Linked DNA regions of Arachis hypogaea: region 1 is linked to region 2. A link is a contact called in public Hi-C data. All regions are on one chromosome and are shown on one strand. The core of a region is the stretch at or near the end of the contact, and the rest is flanking DNA. Distances in the headings are between cores, read along the strand shown. Region 1 holds the start of LOC112748458 (protein NONRESPONDING TO OXYLIPINS 2, mitochondrial). Region 2 has its middle 7.3 kb from the start of LOC140179078.

Region 1 (6,528 bases), core at 2,851-5,350, 67 kb before region 2:
TGGCTTATGTCTTTAGTTCAACATCCTGATTATCTTTGCATAATATTTTACATTTTATTTCCTTTGGGGATTTCTAAATGAAGTATCTTATGTTTAGCTGCAACTGTTTGCCACACTAGATTTCCCCTGCTCCCAAACTTGTCCTTTCAAAGTGAGCAGAGAATGCAAATTGCAAACTAGTTTTCCCTTTCAATTATTATTCTTCCTTTATAGGAGTATTGGAGTAATGAAGTTTTCATTCACTGTAACAGGACCAGAACCAATGGATATTACTACAACATCAACATCTCCACCAGGTGAATTTTCTAGAACAGAAGTGACAATTTTGGAAGGGCATACCTCAGAGGTGAAGAATTTCATAAATGCTTTGTTTGTTTGAAAGCTTGTTTTCATTACCTGTTTCCTCTGTTAGATTGACTGTTAATGGATTTGTTTACGATCAATTTAGGTGTGTGCTTGTGCATGGAGTCCTGCAGGATCTCTTCTAGCCTCGGGGTAAATGTCTTCTCCATGAGTGACTAATTTTCTTTCTGCATAAAATATGATCATGATGATGCAGTATGTATTATAGTTGATGTAGAAAACATTGCTCATTCTGCCTTTCCATTTCAAGACTCACAATTCTTAAATTCACTTCACTATTGACATTTTCAACTTCTAGTTCCGGGGATGCAACGGCTCGTATTTGGACACTGCCAGAGGGGAAATCCAAATCTACTTCACAGAACGGCCCATTGAATGCGTTGGTGTTGAGGCATGTGACGGGTAAAACAAATGAAAGGAATAAAGATGTCACAACACTTGATTGGAATGTGAGTTTGATTACGTATTTTGATAATCTGATTTGAATCCAAGATGGGTAGTGGGCATTAGTAGCTACTTCAACCTCCCCTCTAGTTCCCTGCTTTTTTCCACATGCTATTTTATCATTTTCAAACCCACAGCAGCCTCTTTTCAACAGGGAAAGTTTATGAGGAAAATTGTGTCTTTCAATGTGGGTTTAATATATTTCTCAGAGGTTTGTGTAGGTTTTGAAAAACATAAGGGAGCTATGTGAAAAATTAAGAAATATATGGAGCTTTATAATTTTCTTGCCAATTTTTTTCTTCCTGAGTTTAGTGTACATAATAGTTCAGGCATGATGGTCCCCTGTGGCCTGCGGCACTTATTTTCATATGCTTAAGTATAATTCATGCAACTGAGATGTAAATTCACAAGTATTCTTTGCAGCATTTTTTTGTTTGGATAAGTATTCTTTGCAGTATTTAATCATAACTTTATGTAAATCCTATCAAGATCTTGATCTTTCTTGTTTGACATGCAGTCAGATGGGACACTACTTGCTACTGGTTCATACGATGGGCAAGCAAGAATTTGGACTACTAATGGTGGGATGTCTTCCATACGAATACACTGCAATACTTCCTTTGAGATTCATATGATTAGATGGGGAGACGTCAAAGGCTTGATTTGTGTTTGAATTCGCTCTTTTGAGTATTGACTAATACTATTTTGATTATGTGCCAATGTCTTTGATCAGGTGAATTGCGGAGTACATTAAGCAAACACAAGGGACCCATATTTTCTTTGAAATGGAATAAGAAAGGTGATTATATTCTTACTGGAAGTTGTGATAAGACTGCCATTGTATGGGATGTGAAAGCAGCGGAATGGAAACAACAATTTGACTTTCATTCAGGTATAAATATTGAATATAACTTGTTTAACAAAGGAGAATTGTCTAAATAGGGAGTTGAGGTAACCCTGACCATGTTTATATTTTTAATTTTGGGATTGATATGTTGTTTAGGCCCAACACTTGATGTTGACTGGCGCAACAATGTGTCATTTGCGACAAGCTCTACTGACACCATGATATATGTTTGCAAGATTGGTGAAAATCGCCCTGTAAAAAGTTTTGCTGGCCATCAGGTTTGTATTGTGACCAAACTTCAAAAGAGTTTTAGTATACACCGATAGTTACAATCCGATGATTATACTATCCTCGAGGGAGTAGGATTCATCATGTACTTTGTTGATAATCTATTTAAACCAGCTAGCAGGGTTAACTATATAGATTGGTTGGGTCACTTTCTGTTGGTGTTTTACGTGGTGACCACTGACCAAATGACCTTTCTGCAAATTTAGGGTGAAGTTAATTGTGTCAAATGGGATCCAACCGGGTCGTTGCTGGCCTCATGTTCTGATGATATCACTGCAAAGGTAATATTTATAACTGTTCTAATTGTTTGTTGCATAATGACATTTTCCACTGGTAGGATTTTGGAATAAAATGTTTACCTTATAGTACACTTATGAGACAAGTATGTCATTTTGCTGGAACATCTGGAAACTAATGTGTTTGTACTCTGATGTTTCTTGTTTTTGTAGATATGGAGTACGAAACACGATAAGTATCTTCATGATTTTCGAGAACATACCAAGGTAATGATTTGTTTTTATTATATTTCAATTTAAGATTTTATGTTAAGCTTCCATTTGACTTCAATGCTGTGCAGATTATTGAGAGAACTAGATAATTGTTTTGTAGGAGATATATACTATCAGATGGAGCCCCACTGGTACCGGTACAAATAACCCTAATAAAAAGTTGTTGTTGGCAAGGTATGTGTTCTTGCTAAAATTAAGTTTTTTTGCTTTTGATTTATTTGCAAGCCTTTCTTATTGATTTCCTGGAATTAGAATTTGTTTACTGTGTGTTTCCTTAGTCTTAGTGACCTCTGCGTGTGTTTGTTTGAAGTTGTGGTTGCTCCGAATGCCTTGTACCTGTACACTGCTAAGTGCTAACTGTGAATGATGTGTACATTTTTGCATGCTACTGATTCAAATTGATTTAATTCCTTTCATATCGCACTCTACTGTTAGTCAGTGAATGTTTTATCTTTCTAGAGTTAAAATGCATTTCACTTAAGCTGGGTTCATTTTAAAACTATGTAGTCATCCTTTTTGTGCAGTGCGTCATTTGACACAACTGTAAAGCTATGGGATGTAGAACTTGGGAAACTTGTCTATAGCTTGAACGGACACAGGTAAAAGCCTTTTTCTTTGCTTAATATATTTGGGTTATGTCAAGCCCGTTTCAAACATTGGTTTTAATTTTATAATATACACTTGGGATTTTTCCCCCCCTTAGAAAATACTTCGGTCCTAGGAAAGGAGGTAGGTAGGTTGCTTCTACAAAAGTTCTAACCCATGATTTCAACTTGTTTCTATGGATCTACAGGGATCGTGTATATTCCGTTGCATTCAGTCCCAATGGCGAGTATCTGGCCAGCGGCTCTCCTGACAAGTCTATGCACATATGGTCTTTGAAGGACGGCAAGATCGTTAAGACATACAATGGGAATGGAGGCATTTTTGAGGTGTGCTGGAATAAGGAGGGTGACAAGATCGCTGCATGTTTTGCAAGTAATACTGTCTGTGTGTTGGATTTCAGAATGTAAGAATCTCAGCAACACAAGTTGGCTTTGGCTAATTGATCAAATTCTTTGTTTTCCCCATCTTTAGATGGGGACTTGGAAGTGTAATTTGAAAGGGCTTGGTTTCCCGTGTTAACCATAGTTTAGTAATAACTCATGTTCTGGGATCCTGTTGTAATTTGATGCCAAGTCTTTGTTAGATTAAGAAGTAACTCGTAGTCGTAGGGGTACATTCTTGAATACTTTGTATAGGTTTCGTTAGACAACCTCCTCTGTATAATCATGGCACTCGCCTGTATATTTGTTGAAAATATAATGCTACCAGCATCCCCCTACATTCCCCCCTCTGCGTAAACACTGCTATCTTATATCCCATTTATTGGTCCTTGCTATTTATCCGTTTGAAAGTACTATTGGTTTGTGACCAGAAGAAAAGAGAAAAACTTAAATCATTTATTGTTTTTTCCGTTTAAAATTTTTAAATCATCTCCCATTGATTTTTTTTCTCCCTCAGTTTAAATATTAATGTTGACAAAACATACTTATCCTGTTAAGTGTTATCCATTCATTCATTAGTTATGAGAATTATGATGTATTAATAATTAATTAATATGATATAAAAGAAACACAAGTTTCACAAAACAAAGGAGACAACTTGAGGCCAATGAGTTATAGCTCAAATGGCATAGTCTTCTCATACTCAATTAAGAGGTTGCGGGTTCGAATCTCCTATCTTTGGTAAAAAAAAAAAAATATATCTTTGATAAAAAAAAAAAAAGGGAACAATTTGAGTAGATGAAAAAAATGTTGTTCTCTTCCAGAATAATTATTGATCTTGGTGTGGGCTAGTATGCTATGTAGTCCATTCAAATATGGGCTAGAACTGACCCAAGTCTGTAAACCAGAGTAGGGTTTAGCTCCTTCGGCATTCAGTGCCAAAACCCCTATATAGGTACCTAGTTGGAGTTCCTTCCAGTTCCACATAGCAAAGCCATGGCATGGCGCTGCGGATCGCTGTCGAGGTCGTTGATCTCCGCCATCAGAACCATACCAAGCCGTTCTTCTGTCCCTCGCATCCATCGCCCTTCTTCTTCTCCTTCTCTTCGCCGCCCCCTCTTCACCCTCCCTAGGTATGCTATCATTTCCTATTTCTTTTTCTTTCTTTTCATTTTTTTTTTCGTCAATTATTCAATTTTATTTTATTTTTCTTAATTCTATTCAAATGTTGATTTTGAAGGAATGTCGGAGCACTTGGATGTACGCAGTCGCTTATGCCGCTGCACAGCGTCAACGCCGCCGCTCGCTTCACTTCCCACATCTCCGTCGAATCGCGCGCTTGCTGTGAATTGTCTCAGGGTACTTATTACTCACTTCACTCTTATATCGCCATATATCTCGTGATTCAGCTCTTGCAGAAAGTGTTCATGTTTTTTTGCTCATGCGTTTTGCGATAGGTACTTGAATGGACCATATGGATTCGGCACCAATTGTGCATCACATGAATTTCTCCAAGTATATAGGTGGTGATGGCTGATGCTGTGTGAAGCAGGAATCTTCTTTTTCATTTATTCATTTCTCTTTCAGAAAACTGTTTGAGTTGTGACCTTGATGGATTCTACCATATACTTTGTTTTTTTGCTATGTATTAGATTTTTCATTAGATGATATTTTCGTGGTCCAGAACTCAAAACGTATTGAAATTAAGTGGATTTGTAGTTAGTTGCTAGCTTGGTGGTATATTGTTTGAGCAAAATAATTCAAGTAAGCTAATCTTCTAGTATATCTTGTCCTTATTTCTGTAACAAATTCTAGTTATGGTCTTGCTTGAATATGCTAGGAAGTGATTTCCATTTATAATGTTTAATGCACATTGGTTTCTGTTGATTTTGAGTAGTTCCACACTTATTTAAAATGATTTGGTGATTAAGGCACTTATGATCTTACCTTATATCGAAGTTGATAATGGTTCTTCATTGCTGCTTTCTAGTGTAGCACACTAGGCTTATTCTGACACTTAGACAAGGGTGCACTAGTTTCTCTTAGCAAAGGAGTAAATCAAAGGAAAGAACTCCTAAGAATATACCAAAATTACATACCTTCGCTTACTTTGCTTGGTTCTTCAACTTAAAAGGCTTTATGGCGATCCCTATTTAAGATTGGGATTCAATAGTATTAGCTAGAGTGTACAGGTTTTATGTGAAGTCTGATGTAAGAACTGGGTATTGTTGCAGGGCTTTGGGATTTCTATCAAAGCTCACCCAATTTAGGATTCCAATTGTTGTAATGTATTCTGCATATCATAGATCATTTGTAAGTTGTGAACCTCGGTAATAATTTGGCGCCTTAATAACGCTTCGGTGTCACCAATTGCTCCATTAACCCGTTGCAGGGAACTGTAACTTCTTCTAGAAGCATTGTAGGAACTAATCTATTAATAGGCATTATTAATGTCTCTTAATTCATCGTTTTATTCATTAACTGAAAGGATTTGAGTTTAGATCTTATAAATTTCAAAATATTTTTTCATAAAAATATATAATGAGAAGTATTTTAAAAATAAAAATATTTATATTAAAAAAATTTTAACTCCCGTTATATTTAGAAGAATAGGTAATCGAATACATTTTTTTACATATATTTACCCTGGGGGATATTGTAAGTTGAAACTATTTGGGTCTTTTAAACAATAAAAATAAACTTAATTATAAGATTTTTATTCTTTGTTTACCAGTCTTTAGAAAGTTAAGAAGGTTTTGGCATCTTCACCTAAATAGGAATTTAAAGAAGTTTAGAAATTGTAATTTGACTTTATCTAAAGTTTGTAATGTACGATCACTTCCATTCATTCTTTTTTCTAAAAAAAATATATAGTGTTTTAATAATATCTATTTAATTGCTGTTTACCATAACTAATGGGATGTTACTAATACAAGCAATAGTTTTGGAGTCACAAAAATTTGTAAACACACTCCCAAGTCCCATCGATCACTTCAGTTTTTTACAAAATGTATGGCTTATGCCTGATGGTCTATCAAGATCCTTAAATTCTTTGCATCATTTGAAAAGATTGCCAGTTATGAATGCTTTG
Region 2 (6,506 bases), core at 612-3,111:
CAGTCAGAGTGCTATCCATCTCAGCAAGAATCCGACGTTTCATTCCAGATCGAAGCACATAGAGATAAGGTATCATTGGATACGTCAAGTGATTGAGATGAAGTCACATGCACTTGAGAAGATCCATACTTATGATAATGGTTTAGATATGATGACTAAGAGTTTACCTGCAGTAAAGTTTGATTCCTGCAAAGAGAAGGCGGGCTTGATAGAGCAGCCTATCCACACTTGAGTTGGTGAGGAGGAGATTTGTTGGTGGGTCCTCAACCTCACGGGGTCCACACAACTTTTTTTCTAAAAAAAAGGAAAGTGCCTTTTAAGCCACGAAGGGAGAGAGAGTTTTTGAGACTTTCACTTTTGAAAGAAAGAAGAACGAAGCAGAGGCTTCGACGAGAGAAAAAGAAAAATTTGGGGGAAAAGGACAAGTCATTTTTGATCCGATTAAACTGGTAAACTTGCTCCATTTCTTATAAAATTTTAGTATGTTATTCCTGGTGTAGAGATAAACATTAGGATATAACTTGCTAGTTGTATTGCATTCTCTTTTATCTGATTTGAGATACCCACTCTGTGGAGGATTTATGTTGATTCCATCAGTTTTGATGATGTATTTTGTTGATTGTTGAAATGTCCTAGTGTCACTAGAAAAACTGATTGTGTACCCATTATTTTGATAGTGGAAGATTTTACTAGATTAGGTTTCGTGGGTTTTTTGTCCCTCTTTTAAAGATTTTTTCATATTAAAATTTTGATATCTGATTATTTAATATCTGTCATTATATTTACTGCTTGAAATATCTTTGATATTGCTTATTTAATCGCACAAATTATGAAAAAATTATTTTTAGTACTTCTGTTATTAGACAAATTTTTGTTTGAACTTCTATTGAGTTCCAACAATAACATAATAATGCCTAATAAAAAATTGATGATAAATGAATATCATAATATATATATATATATATATATATATATATATATATATATATATATATATATATATAGGTCTCTAATATTAAAATATCTTGAAAAATAGCTTTTTGTTTTTTAGAAGTATAAATGACGTCCAAATGCAATAGTAATAGTACAGGTGGAAAAGTATAGACTATAGAGTACAATAAATTTGAGTTTTTTTAAATAACTCATAAAGATATGAAAGTAACCCCGATCAAATTTAAATCACAAAATTTTAACTCTTAAAATAATTAGTATTATTCATCTCCGTCATGAATTTGGATATTCAGATAGATTTTTCTATACTTGCAAGGGAATATCCTTAGCGGATACTACTGCTACTATTATTATTATTATTATTATTATTATTATTATTATTATTATTATTATTATTATTATTAACTAATTCAATTCAAATTTTCAGAAATTCTATCAGATCAACTTTAATTCAAAGCTTAGATTAAATTGATTAAGTCCAAATAGTAACAAAGATATTATTTGGATTGGATTTACGAATTTTTGGTATAGTGACATTTTAAATTAAAATCATCATATGCACTGTATCCATATAAAAATGAGAAGATTACTACCAGATCGCAAAATAACAACTCAAAACTTAAAAGGACCACAAGGCACCTAAAGCCGAAACTGAGTAAGAGATTTTTTTTTTTATTACGGGCAAGATTTTGATATAATCAGAAATTCAGAACACCACTTTGATGTCCTTATTTTTTTTTTTTTGGGTCAGGCTAGTTTAATATCCAAAATCAATAATATTGAGAATACCAGTTTTCTTATAAAACTTGTCCAACAGTCCAATTAACCAATAAAGTTGTACACATGCAATATTGGCAGTTAGCCTTTGGGCATGGCCCGTCCGTGTTTTTTAAATAAAAAAATTTATTGGTGCATGGCCCATCTGTTCGTTAATTTACTCTTCACCAAAAATATAGACATCCAGGCTCACCAGGCATGAAATGTATCTAGTGACTAATTGCCTGATCGTTTGCCATTAAGCGGAGGCTTCTCAATACCCAAAAAAAAAAAATGGAGTATTCGAAAGAATTGTCACTGTAACAGTGGAAGGGAAAAGTAAAAAAAATTCATATACACGGCCACACAGGCAATTTCTCGCTAAGCCAAGAGTGGATCAAGACAACAAAAAAAACAAAGAGTGGTGTTTTGGGTATTACGGCCTGGATGTGAGGTCCACATCCTTAAAGTGTTGGGTCTAACGTCTTTTCTGGTGTGAGGAGACCGTCTAACGTCTTTGAGTAAAGATAAGAGTTAAAGCTAAAGTTAATAAAAAGTTGCAGCAAAGGCTGAGGCCAAGTGGCAATGAAATTGCCTCTTAATCAAGCTGCACCAAGTTTAAATCTTAACTGAGACTGGGATGAAGTTTAAAAAATCTCAAAATTTAGGTGTATGGGTGTGTGAGTAATGTAATGACCCAAAAAAAAAGTTAATTAAGAGTTAAAGTTAATAAAAGTTTAATGCAAATTTATAAATTATGAGTTGAGAAGTACTAAAATTTTGGAGGAGTATTAAGTATTTAATAATAGAAATAATGGCTTAATAATCACTCTTGTAACTTTTACTAATAGGAAATTATTCGTTCTTTTGTCTAGGAGTTGTTAAAATCATAAATTAAATATATGAATACGTTTTTAAGAATAATTGAGATCCTAAGTTAATATCCAAATTTCCAGTTTCAAGAGGCCAAGTGTCACAACCCGCACTAATATTAGGTGTGTGAATTCTCTTATTCAACGCTTGTGTTTGGCCGGTCTTGCTTTGCTTTAATCCACCCAATCAGTTAATCCTTTTGACTGTTAAATGCCACTTTTTTTTCTGCTGTCATTTAATTCCGACGTCATACCATTTCTTAGTTTTTGTTCATATTCTCCTCACTCTTAGGGTATCCATTAGTAAGAGCAGAAGAAATTATACAGCTTATTTCTAACCAAAGTAATCAATAATCAACTATTAAGCACAGTAAAATTTATCTATTAATGTATATCCACTAATCCACTAATCTATTAAAGTATTAATATATTAAAGTATATGTATCTGTATATCTGTTATCTATTTGTATAATATATATAATATAATTATAAAATTACATTTCTATTACATGGCTATTATCTATGTATTTATTTATTATTTATCCATTTATCTGTTATCTATTATTTATGCATTTAAGGAGAGCCACACTAACGGTGTAGGAACTCACACCAACTAAAGAAATCATTCTACCGTTTACAGAGCATTTCCTCTTTCGTGGCTAGTAAAGAATCTCAGCATCGTTTTGGAATGTCCCGAGCAACAGTCGAAGAAGCTGCTCATGGCTTCCGTGGTGGACATTGCGGGGATGAAGTCAATTTGAACATCTCTGCCCTGCCAACCGACCTGATTTTGAAGATTTTCCTTTGTTTTGATGGAAAAACCATAGGTAGGGGGAGGTGTATGTCGTGTGATTGGTACAAAAGATTGAACCGGGCAGATAATATGGTGACTCATTTAAAATCGGAGGGGGGGCAGGCAATTGTTCTTCACTTGGACAACCCCCTCAAAGATGTTGACTGTGGGAGGCTTTCTATGTTCGTCTTTGGAACCCGTGTCGCCGTTCTGGTCGCTGCTCCTCTTGACTGGACGTGATTTTTCCTGGTGGGAACAGATACCGGCAAGGTATGTGCAAGATACTCAATAGATGGTCGTTCGAGTTCATTGATCACTTGGGACCCGTTCGGTTTCTGGAGGTCTGTTATTGCTGATCCCGGGTTTGAGGGTTACCACTTCAACCACCGTGAGGAGTGGTCTGCTTACGCCTTTCTTAGCATGGTGGGTTGTGATGATTATAAGATTCTTAGTCTCACAAAACGTAACCTGGCAACTCCTGGATACGACGTGCAGATGTATCTTTCAAGTGCAAGGCAGTGGAGCCCCGCGGCGCGGACCCTGCAAATGATTGATAGACTGAGCAGTGGGTATGCCGTGACCAGCAATTGTGTTTTTTTGGGTCAATAGTGAAGGTAGATTTACCAAGAAGCCGGTCTCCGTGGTTCGATACGCAACCATGGATTCTGCGTTGGATGAGATAGAAATAGGTGCAGGGGCATGTGTGGACTATCCGACGTTGATTGGCCACGATGATTATGTGAATTTCGTTACCTATGAGCGGTCCGCTTTAAGGTTCGGAGTTCATGTGATGACCATCAACCTTAGACCCGGTGGCGCAATGGCGTGGGGTCGACATCTCTTTATTGGCGTCACTAACCTGACGGAAACACCCTGTATGAAGATAGGTCGCGAGCTTCTTGGGATCAGCCATTGTGTCCGTGATTTTGAGGGTGTTGAGTCGTCGCTTGATGCTGTTGTATCCAAGGCCAAGTTTCGATCCATTGGTCTGGCTGACGGAGTTGTGAAGTTCATTGGAAGCGTGAGATGGGCTGGAGTTGTTTGCATCAAGGGTTGCATGGGATTTTCTCTAGAAGTCTGAATATTGCTGAATAACGTATTGTTGTTTCTGCGCTGTTTTGCGCTTTGATTTCTTAAGATTTATGTACGCACTTTCTGAACAAGTTAGCAGTTTGCCAATTGTAATCTTTTATTTTGGTCCCCGAGTTGATTGCATCCTGTCCCCGGGGGTGATTAGTTCCCTTTGATTCAGATCATTATCTCCATGTCTCTTGACCTATGAATGTTTCATGTTTTATTTATATTTTATAATTTATAATTCCCGCTGCATATTTCCTGGTTATTATGTAATGTGTTGTGTTATGTTTATTAGTGATGCCGGAACTGGATTTCGTGGTTGTGATAATGGCTGGTTGGCCCGGCAGCTTGTGTTCCGGTTACTTTTTTCCAATCTTTGCAACTTAACATATTTTACTCACAGCCGGTCTTAATTGCTTTGGGCTGCCGTTTTGTTCCGGCCATTTCAATACAAAGACATTAATTGATGTATCATGATATTTTCAAGCCTTACCGGCCTTTTCTAATGACATGGGCCCAATCTGTTCCCTTTGTAACTGTGGGTTGGGTGAGCAATGACCCACACTGATGTTGTGACCTTATCCTCCTGCAGCCACGCTTCATTTCGTTTCCACTCCAAACCCTTGAATCAGCCGTCGCTCACCTCACTCAGGTCGGCACAGCAAGTCGTGTCTGTGATTGCTCCGCCGATCCTTCTTTTGGCCGATCTTACTCCTCGGCATGCCCAGCACACATTCATTTTCGTGTTACCTGGGTAATTCCTGATTCATCTATTCTACTGGTTATTTACTTTATGATTTCTTTTTCACAATGTTTTCACTAATAAAAACTCCAACTTCGTGCATGTAAAATTCTTTTGTTTCAACTATTGCAGGAGGATCCCATTAGTTGAATCTGAATAATTTCTTTGACCTCAACTGTTAACACCCTCCACTTTTGAGCTACCTCTTGTGCACTGCAGCTTCGGCTTTTGTGCGGCAATGCTTAGTTCAGGAACTTCGAGGATATACGGTTTGTTGGCTGCTTTCCTTGACTATGGCCTCCTCACTGCGCAGGTAATTAGTCAATTGTTCTTTTTGGTTATAATGGTAATAGTTATAATACCATCAAATATTATTCATCCTCACTATTTCGTCTGTTACGTTGTTAACAGTAATTATATCCAGAATACATTTTAAGGTGCGCTGTTGATAATCCCTGCTAATCTGATTTAGGGTGAATAACTTTACCTATTACGAATTACTGATGATCTTTACATTGGTAAACACGCTATTAAATCTTATCAAGCCATGCCTTCTTATCTGCTGCTGTCCCCCGCTAATCTAACATTGGCTACCTAACTTTTGCTATTCACGTTTAGTGATGATCATGAAACTGGTAAACAACCGATTAGATACAATCAACCAACGCCTTTAATCGTCCTCCCAGTAATTTTTGTCTACCAAGTTTATTCTTGTGCTCCCACTAATTTTTGTCTGCCAAATTTATTCTTTTGTTATTTACTGCCATGCCTATCTGATAGGCCAGCATTTACATTGCATATACATTTACATATACATATATGCTTTTGAAATCTGTCGCAGCGTTCATTTTTGACGATGACGTCCCAGTATCTTTTTTGCTTGGTTCCCATGTATCTCTCCATGTATCATATATCCCCCCGACTTGCCCATTCATCTAATCTTACCTCCATTTCATTATTCTTGCTGATTCAATGCAATTAATTACTTTAGCTGTGTTCCATTCTTTCTCATTCATCCTGTTCAACCCTGTGAATCTCTGGTGACAAGACATTTTCCTACATGGAGTAAATGAACTTCAATTTCCATCCTTGCTTCAACATTTACTGTGAATTTCATTTAATGATACTATATCTTCTTTTAGTCATACTTATGTCAGGGGTAATTAAACTGAGTAATTATCACTGCTATATTTAGACTTCACACTACTTGTTTGTTGACTGATCTCATCCAATGACTTGCATTTATTGACTACCTGTTTATTATTCATTTTCATCGGGCTATCTTCCAAAGGCGGGAACTTTTTCTTCTTCAATT

What was found. A called contact is a pair of places that touch in the nucleus more often than the background predicts.
Region 1: a contact with region 2 is called in a Hi-C map of an unstated tissue, with 8 times the contacts expected there. The contact joins the promoter of LOC112748458 here to the enhancer-like site in region 2. A contact is called at or near these places in 4 of 8 Hi-C or Micro-C datasets (leaf and an unstated tissue).

What each region holds. Positions count from the first base shown.
Region 1 is chr15:7,546,128-7,552,655 of arahy.Tifrunner.gnm2.J5K5, reverse strand. It overlaps LOC112748458 (protein NONRESPONDING TO OXYLIPINS 2, mitochondrial), which reads left to right and starts at 4,100. Exons shown (of 3, transcript XM_025796690.3): 1 at 4,100-4,570; 2 at 4,678-4,796; 3 at 4,895-5,220. The coding sequence starts at 4,434. The coding sequence ends at 4,902. It overlaps LOC112748457 (WD40 repeat-containing protein HOS15), which reads left to right. Exons shown (of 14, transcript XM_025796689.3): 4 at 252-346; 5 at 449-495; 6 at 662-812; 7 at 1,325-1,388; 8 at 1,541-1,699; 9 at 1,811-1,932; 10 at 2,149-2,223; 11 at 2,392-2,445; 12 at 2,552-2,625; 13 at 2,976-3,050; 14 at 3,245-3,795. The coding sequence ends at 3,464.
Region 2 is chr15:7,476,951-7,483,456 of arahy.Tifrunner.gnm2.J5K5, reverse strand. No RefSeq gene overlaps it. Among protein-coding and RNA genes, the nearest start is that of LOC140179078, 7.3 kb to the right of the region's middle. Within about 2 kb of position 1,861, at least 3 of the 3 cell types and tissues checked have open chromatin away from gene starts, as enhancers often do.